Linked DNA regions of Rattus norvegicus: region 2 is linked to region 1. Evidence: chromatin contacts called from public Hi-C data. All regions are on one chromosome and are shown on one strand. The core of a region is the stretch at or near the end of the contact, and the rest is flanking DNA. Distances in the headings are between cores, read along the strand shown. Region 1 overlaps Clnk (cytokine-dependent hematopoietic cell linker). Region 2 holds the start of Zfp518b (zinc finger protein 518B).

Evidence for each region. A called contact is a pair of places that touch in the nucleus more often than the background predicts.
Region 2: a contact with region 1 is called in a Hi-C map of liver, with 7 times the contacts expected there. The contact joins the promoter of Zfp518b here to the enhancer-like site in region 1. A contact is called at or near these places in 2 of 12 Hi-C or Micro-C datasets (kidney and liver).

Annotation. Positions count from the first base shown.
Region 1 is chr14:76,256,037-76,259,962 of GRCr8, reverse strand. It overlaps Clnk (cytokine-dependent hematopoietic cell linker), which reads right to left. Exons shown (of 20, transcript XM_017599489.3): 9 at 184-209. Among named protein-coding and RNA genes, the nearest start is that of Zfp518b, 76 kb to the left of the region's middle. Within about 2 kb of position 1,987, at least 2 of the 93 cell types and tissues checked have an H3K27ac peak or open chromatin away from gene starts, as enhancers often do. A contact at or near this core is called in liver, where this site is marked.
Region 2 is chr14:76,331,779-76,335,780 of GRCr8, reverse strand. Zfp518b (zinc finger protein 518B) reads right to left here and starts at 2,199. Exons shown (of 3, transcript XM_017599488.3): 1 at 2,061-2,199. LOC120096632 (a long non-coding RNA gene) reads left to right here. Exons shown (of 7, transcript XR_010057564.1): 2 at 1,221-1,455.

The DNA.
Region 1 (3,926 bases), core at 738-3,237:
TGGGCCACCACTGAGCCAAATCCCCAACCCCAGAATGTTTTGATTTTTACCACTGAACATGAAAAATGATGATTGAAGTTCCCCAGGACACAGTATTCAAGTGACATTTAAGCTGTGTCTTGCTGCGTCTCTATGTCTGTGCCTTTGGGGAGCAACAAGTATATTTGAATATTTTTCACTTACCTTGTTCACCTTTGTGTATTTGAATCCTAAAATGTAAGACAGAGAAGCCAGTGAGTCCCGTGGAAAACTGGAAAATGTCATCAAACCCTCTCGAAGGGACTCTAGCCAGCTTGAGTGTGGCAAACGACCCTGTCAGCCCCTGCTCTTCTCAGCATTCCCTCTCTGCCTTGCTACAAGCCTGTTAGATTACATTCCTAAAGCCACGTGCATTCCCTTTTGTGGCCACTTCCCCTGAGGCTGACTCCCAAGGTCCAGCTATCAGACGATTAAAGTCCAGCAATCAAAGGCCCCCTTTGGGTCACCTAATTAACACGCCCAATTAAAATTAAACACCTCATCTGTCATGGTTTGAATATACTTGGCCCAGGGAGTCATACTATGTGGAGGTGTGGACTTGGAATAAGCATGTCACGGTGGGTGTGGGCTTTAAGACCCTCACCCTAGCTGCCTGGAAGCCAGTCTTCCACTAGCAGCCTTCAGATGAAGATGTAGAACTCTCAGCTTCTCCTGCACCATGCCTGCCTGGACGCTGCTATGTTCCTGCCGTGATGATAATGAACTGAACCTCAAAACCTGTTAGCCAGCCCCAATTAAATGTTGTCTTTTATAAGACTCACCTTGGTCATGGTGTCTGTTCACAGCAGTAAAACCCTAACTAAGCCATCATCCTAATGGTGTTTGTCATTTTACCTTTTATAAAAAGATATTTTCCTATCTGGCACATCTACTTCCTCTCTATTCAGAGGCAGTCCTTTGTTCCCCAGTGACAAATACTTCTCCTCCCTCTGACTCATTTCCTTCCATTTCTCTCTTACCCTCTCTTTTCCCTGTCTTTGTCTCTTATTCCCTGGCCTCTGTCCAAATAAATGTCCTTGGTGCTGGGAACTTGGTCTTGGGGATTGTGAATCAATACTTTTTCTTTCAAAGATTACAAATTCTTCTATGAAAACCATGCCTACATGGCATTCTTTTTTTTTTTAAAGAATTATTTATTTTATGTATATGAGTTCACTGTAGCTATCTTGAGACGCACCAGAAGAGGGCGCCAAATTCCACTACAGATGGTTGTGAGCCACCATGTGGTTGCTAGGAATTGAACTCAGGACCTCTGGAAGAGCAACCAGTGCTCTTAACCCCTGAGCCATGGCATTCTTAGTGATATTTACTGGGATCTGTTCAGTTGCCAGGCATGATGCTGAATTCTTTAGTGTAGGGATCTTATTGCATTTTCCACCCACCCTGCAGAAACAAAGCATTTAAGATGTGGGGAAATTCAACATCCCACAAGCTAGAGAAACAGAAGCAGATTACTGTGAGTGGTGTGACTCTTAAGGACCCCCGACCATCACCCTCTCACCATCCCTCATCCATGCTCTTGGAAACCACCTTGCACTTTCTGCTCCCATGAGCTATGCAATTTCAGGTTTATCTATGTGACCGTGTGCAGCACTGCGTTTACCCAGGCAGGAGAGACAGATTGCTTCCGTGGTTGGTCTTGTCGCTAATGCTTCAGGGACATGGAGTGGAGACAGCTCTTCCAAGATCCTAACTTCGATACCTTTGATGGATACTACAAGGAGGATTCTTGGGTTGCAAGATCTAATTTTTTTTTCTTTTTTCTTTTTTTCAGAGCTGGGGACCGAACCCAGGGCCTTGCACTTGCTAGGCAAGCGCTCTACCGCTGACCTAAATCCCCAACCCCACAAGATCTAACTTTAAGTTCTAGAGGAAATACTATACTGTTTTCCCAGATGGCTATGCCAACTTGAATTCTTGCCAACAGCAGGCACTGCCCAACGCCTTGTACTATTGCTCAAGATGGGAAGCTTGTGCTTAAAGCATCATTCATCACTCCAGGAAGCTGCTGAGGGCTTTGTGGTAAGCATGGGAGACCTTCCTGATGTCTCGTGTGTATATTCTGTGTCTCTATTAAAATGTTGGGCTTTTAACAACCGAAATGTAAATAAGAAATACTCAAGTTAATAAAGATAAAAAAAAAAAGAATATTAGGTCAAAAAAATGTTGGGCTTTCTCTAGCATTGTTTAGTATTCTCGTCCCTCTCTTAAAATTTTAGTATTAGTAATTAATAACAGTGTTGAGAGCAATAATTCTATCAAAATAGCAACAAACCACAGGTGCCCAGCGCCTGGCCTTGGGCTGCTCGTGGTACAGGGTAGCTTGCTATGCCGCAGTGTCATGTAACGTATGCACTCACCAGCCATGAACCTCAGGGTGGACATGGATTTCCTGTGCAGTTCAAGACAACGAAATTTCTTTGCTCTGCGTGGCATAGAAAAGCCAAAGGCCTGGACACCCCTACACCCTATCAGCCACAGCAAACATGTACGCTGGCAAACACCTATGGCAGGGCCTGCCCCACACTACCGGTTTAGAGGTCAACATTTCACAAGGCCACTGGTCGGGGTGACCTTAAGGGTAAGCAAACTGAATCACGCAGGTGAAGTAACTCATCACATGGCTGTCAACTTTTGAGGCACTTGGGCTAAAATCCAGCAAGGTTCTTTATTTTCCACTAGGGGACTTGTTTAATAAAGCAGGTCAGGTATTTGCAATAATGAAAAAAAAAGATAACATTCAGAGTGGATTCTTTTTTTTTTTTAGATTGACCTTTTAAATTATTATTATTATTTTTTTTTTAGCAGTGCACAGATCGAACTCAGGACCTTAGGTCGTGCTAAGCCAACAGTCTACCCACCTAACCACACCTCCAGCCTGGCCTGACTTCTGGTTCTGCTATTCATTATAGGTTCAGACAGTAGCAATCTAACAAACTCCTGGACTGAGGAATCAGTGGGCATCCTCAGCCACAAACACGGGGAGATTTCTTACTGCCTTGGAATTATTATGTGAGATAAATGAATTAGAGCATGTCAAGGTATGCTTCCTGTTCTTAAAAGTTTATTATTACACCTTTTCTGCCTCCTCTTCCATGGGGCTCCCTGAGGTCTGAAAGGAGGGATTTGGAGACAACCCATTTAGAGCTGTGTGTTCCAATGTCTTTCTATGTGTAATGTCTGACTGTGGGTCTCGGGATTTGTTCCCATCTCCTGGAGGAGGAAGCCTCTCTGGTCTTGGATGAATAAGACGCTGATCTATAAGTGTAAGAATCAAAGGGGATGAGGACAACAGGAGAACAAGGCCCTCCGAATCATCAAAGCTCATATGAACTCACAGAGACTGAAGCAGCAAACACAGGACCCACATGGGTCTGTACCGAGTCCTTTGAGTATATATTTTAGCTTTCAGTTTAGTATTTTCATGGAACTTCTGAGTGTGTGAATGAATGGGTCTCTGTTTTTTGTGTCTTCTACTGAAGCTAGTTTTCTTCTGTTGATTTGTTTAGTCCAACTTCAATACGATCGTTTTTGTTTTGTCTTATATATTATTTTGTTGTTTGATTATTAAAAATTTACTACTTTTTAAGAACGTCGAGGCGTAACTTTTGACGCACACTTGGTGTCTACTGTGCAATGGAAGGCTGGGGGGGATTCTTGGCTACTCTCCTGACAAAGTCCACAGATGTTCTTTAGTGCTGGGAAGAGTTTCTCATCACTCAGGCCAGATGACCCACAGGGCCTGCCTTGAGGAATTGCCCCTCCACGTGTGAGGAGGTGACTGGCATGTGTGCCATCTGGTGGCCAGTGCTATAATTGGCATTCTTGCCCCTCTGGTCCTTCCATTTTCAGGGTGCTCCCATCACCAGCCAGGGCTCTTGTTTCTG
Region 2 (4,002 bases), core at 950-3,449, 76 kb before region 1:
AGTCTCAGAGCTAGAGAGTTTTTGGCTCAAAGTGTTGTTTCCTTTTCATTCCCACCCATACATCACAGTCCTGCCTTTGAGTCACAGAGAATTGGTAGAAGGTTGCTTTTGGATTGACTGGAAGTTTCTGTGGAGATAGAGTTTTATAGGCCTGCTTCCTAGCCCACAGGAACCTTAGTTTCTCATGCAAAATCCAGTCAATGTTAGGACCTCTCCCATAGGCAAGCTGTCTGTGTTCAACAAGATAGTCTAGACCAGCGGTTCTCAACTTGTGAGTAATAACCCCTTTGGGGGTCCCATATTAGATATTTACATCGCAATTCATAACAAGTAGCAAAATTACAGCTATGAAATAGAAATAAAATAATTTTTACGGTTGGGATCACCACAACATAAGAAACCGGGTCAGATCATTAGGAAGGTTGAGAACCACTGGTCTAGACTGTCACAGTCCCTGACTCTTGAGAAGAGACTAATAACTCACAATTCTCAGAATCCCCAGGAAAGTGGTTTGCAAAGAAGGGAGAGGGGATATTTGCAGCTTGGGAAAGGGTCGGGCAGGGATATAGACTAGGATTCATGAAACCATGAAGGTTGAAGTGTTGCTCCCGTGGAGTCTTTTGATGGGGAAAAAGAAAGAATTAATCAGAAATTCTAATCTGTACACTTACGATGCCGCCATTCACAGCCTCTTCCCCACCCTCTAGAATACTTTGCCCAAGGTCTTTCTTGTCCAAGATCTCTTCTGATGTGGACTGAATTATGTTCTACAGAAAGATGCCGAAGCCCTCTGTCACGGTTCCTGTGAATGTGACCTTACTGGGAAATGGTCTTTATGCACATAACCACATTAAAATGAGGTTATTAGGGTGGGCCTTTGACCAATACAGCAGTGTCCTTGGAAGAAGAGGTCAAAAGGAACAAGGTATCTGGAAAAGGTCTGTGTATCAGTACACAGAAGACAGCATTGAAAACAGGCAGAGACAGGTTACATAGTCAGTCAATTGAACCAGCAATAGTGATCAGAAGCTGCAAAAGCCAAAAAGAACCCACTTCTCTTTAAAGTTTTGGAGGGAGCATGGTCCTGCTGATAGCCTGACTCCATCAGACTTATTTTGTCTGAGACAAGGACTCTATATAGCCCTAGCTAGCCTGGAATTCAATGTGTAGACTGGGCTGGCCTCTGACTCAGAGGAACCCTATGTGCCTCTGCCTTTCAGATGTTGGGATTAGAGGAAAATGCCTCCACACCTCCTACTTCTAACCTCCAGAAAGGCTAATCAGCTTTCTGTCACTCAGCGTTCAGAAACTAGCAGCCTTCCTGTTGTAACTGCCTCAGCTGTAGGGGAAGCCGTGAATGAGCCTGTCTTCGGATGCTAAGAGCTGAGAACTGCAGCCAGAGGAGGTTGCCTGACATTCCCTTTGGGCAGGGTTGTGGCTGCACAAACCTGTAAGGTAATGTATGCCAAGGGCCAAAGATACTGGATAGTCAGAAAGAGTGGGAAGCAGGAGGACGGGTGTCCGAGTTGTGTTTCTGGTGATCTGCAGATGAAACTTCAGCAGCAATGGGAGGAACCTGCATAAAGGCTCTGAAATGGGGGACAGGGAATGTGGGTGTCGGGAAGAGAAGGAAGAACAGTATGGATTTAACCCTTGCAGGTTCTTGAAAGGCATGCCTTCCGGAGTTCTTTGAACTGTGCCAAGAACACATGGTCTAAGAGGGCATCCATGAGCCTCTGCATCCTGTCTGCTTTGCCCTATCTCTGTATTTCTTTACTACACACCACACCAGCCAGTTTAATTTTCTCTAGTGGCCTCTGACACCCCTGATTAACACCCACATGACCCACATGATTAACACCCCAATGTCCCTTAGAAAAGAGCCAGTCTGTTGCACACAGGCCAGTGTATTCACACTAACGTTTCCATGTGGACACCATAAATCTCAGATGCTTTAAAACTGCGTACATCAAAGACCCACGGGAACAGCCTGCTCCACCTTTAAAAAAAAAATCGACATATTTCTAGTAGCTTCTTTCGGTGGTCGTAGTTTTACTCACCCTTGAAAGAGATACAAAGGCCCTTTCCGCCCAGGTCCTTAAGTTGCCACACCACAGACCTACTGCTCAATGGTAGCGACTTTTCTGTAAGTTGTGGGGAATAGGAGCTGTAGACTCTGTCCCCAGATATGTGACCCTGGGCAAGTTAGCTCGGGTCTTTGAGACATTCATTGTTCCTAGGAGCAGATTTTCCCTTGGGGATGTTCAGGCGTCGGGTGTGTGGACCACCTTCCGGCTGCCCTCTTCCGCTAGGACGTGGGGTTCCAGGCTCTCCGAGTGCATCCAAAGGTTCAACTCCTGGAGCTGCTGGAGCGTACAGTGACAGCCGCAACAGGCATGCGCGACCGATAGACGTTGTGGTGTGGCTCGTGCAGTACTGCCGGCAGCCTGGGGCGTCGTTGCAGAGCCTGTGCTCCAGGCTCCTAGCTGTAGAGTTCCATCAGCTACTTAACCAGCCCTACTGCCCACTGCTGCGAGGATCCGAGCCTGAGACCCCTCTGTCTCTTCTGCTAAGTCCGAGCCGGAGACCAGACTCGTGGCTTTAGTTTTTCTAAGGTCCTGGAAGCTGAACATGCTTTGTTTGGGGATAACCCAGGACTCTGCTTGGAAGAGCTCCCGTGGCACTCCTCAGATCTAGGTTGGCATGCTATCCAAAGAGCATGCGATGAGCTCTCAGTGCCAGTTTCTGTTAGACTGGAGCTGCTGCCTCTGGGCTGTCAGTTCCTCGAAGATAAGATCTGTTTTTATTCGGGGAAGCCCTAGAATCTCTCTTGGTGATTGACATAGTGGGTTTCCGGGCTTCCCAGAGCCATCTGCATTCTTTAGAACAAGGATATGTGAAACATGGTGCATGATAGGGGCCCTCCTTGGATAGGGTGTAGGTCCAGAAGGCAAGGAGAGTGCACGCAAGGATAATGATGGTCATGGTGTTTATAGAAACTCAGTGAAATCTGTGCACAGCATGGGCTTTAGACAGCACAGGCACTTGTGGCTAGGGCTTTAGAGATGCAGGAGCTGGGCGGAGTATAGGGATTTGTAGGGAGGGGGGGTGGCGCTCAGGGCCAGGGATACAGGAAGATCTAGGCTTATCCCCAGGCTTCCTCTCACTGGTCATCAATCCTGCATCCAGAGTGGTCCTTCTACAGAGCTAACAGGCTAAATCAGTCTTCTGCCTACCTGTTGGTCCAGGACCCTGCAGTTTTAGGGCTGGGCCCACCGAGCCTTTTAAGTCAGTTCCTACTCTGCCCTCCTTATCCTATAAGTTTGCTTTCTTGCTGACTCCTCTCTGCACTACTGCGCACCAGACTTAGACTCCTGTTACCCGGCCCCACAGGCTTCTGACATGCTTTACTTTTGCCCTTCCAACCCTAACATCACCTTCTCAGAGGCTTTGCTAAACCATCATCCTGCCCTGCCCCCACCTTCCCATCCTGTGTTCGATGTTATTCATGAGTGTAACTGCTCACTTTCCTGTTCTTTTTTTCTCTTCTACAAAATAAACCACCACTGGTCTTGTTTAATCTTAGAGGCCCAATGCCTGGGTAGGAAAGCCTGGGACTTCTTAGGATCCTAAAACTTGAGTTGCCCTTTATAAATTGGAAAAAAAAAAATGTGGTCTGAGGCACCAAAGCACGCTCATGTTTGGTTCCAAGTCAGAACCTGACCTCCAAGCTGGTTCTGTCATCTGAGAGTTTCTTGTCTGAGGGAAATTGAGGGCAAAACATTTTTCTCCCTCAGGTTGTGGTGAGGGTGAGATGGGGGAAACATTTGTAGAAAATAAGGGAGCTGGTATTGAGAGCTGACTATGGTCCCAATACTGCCTGACTGTAGGAACCAACACTGCCCAGATCTTGGTTGTTTAAAAAGACAAAGGTTTATTTTTCTGTCTATGCTCCCTGACCACCGTGGATTGGCTAAAGATGCTGCTTGTTCACCTTTCATC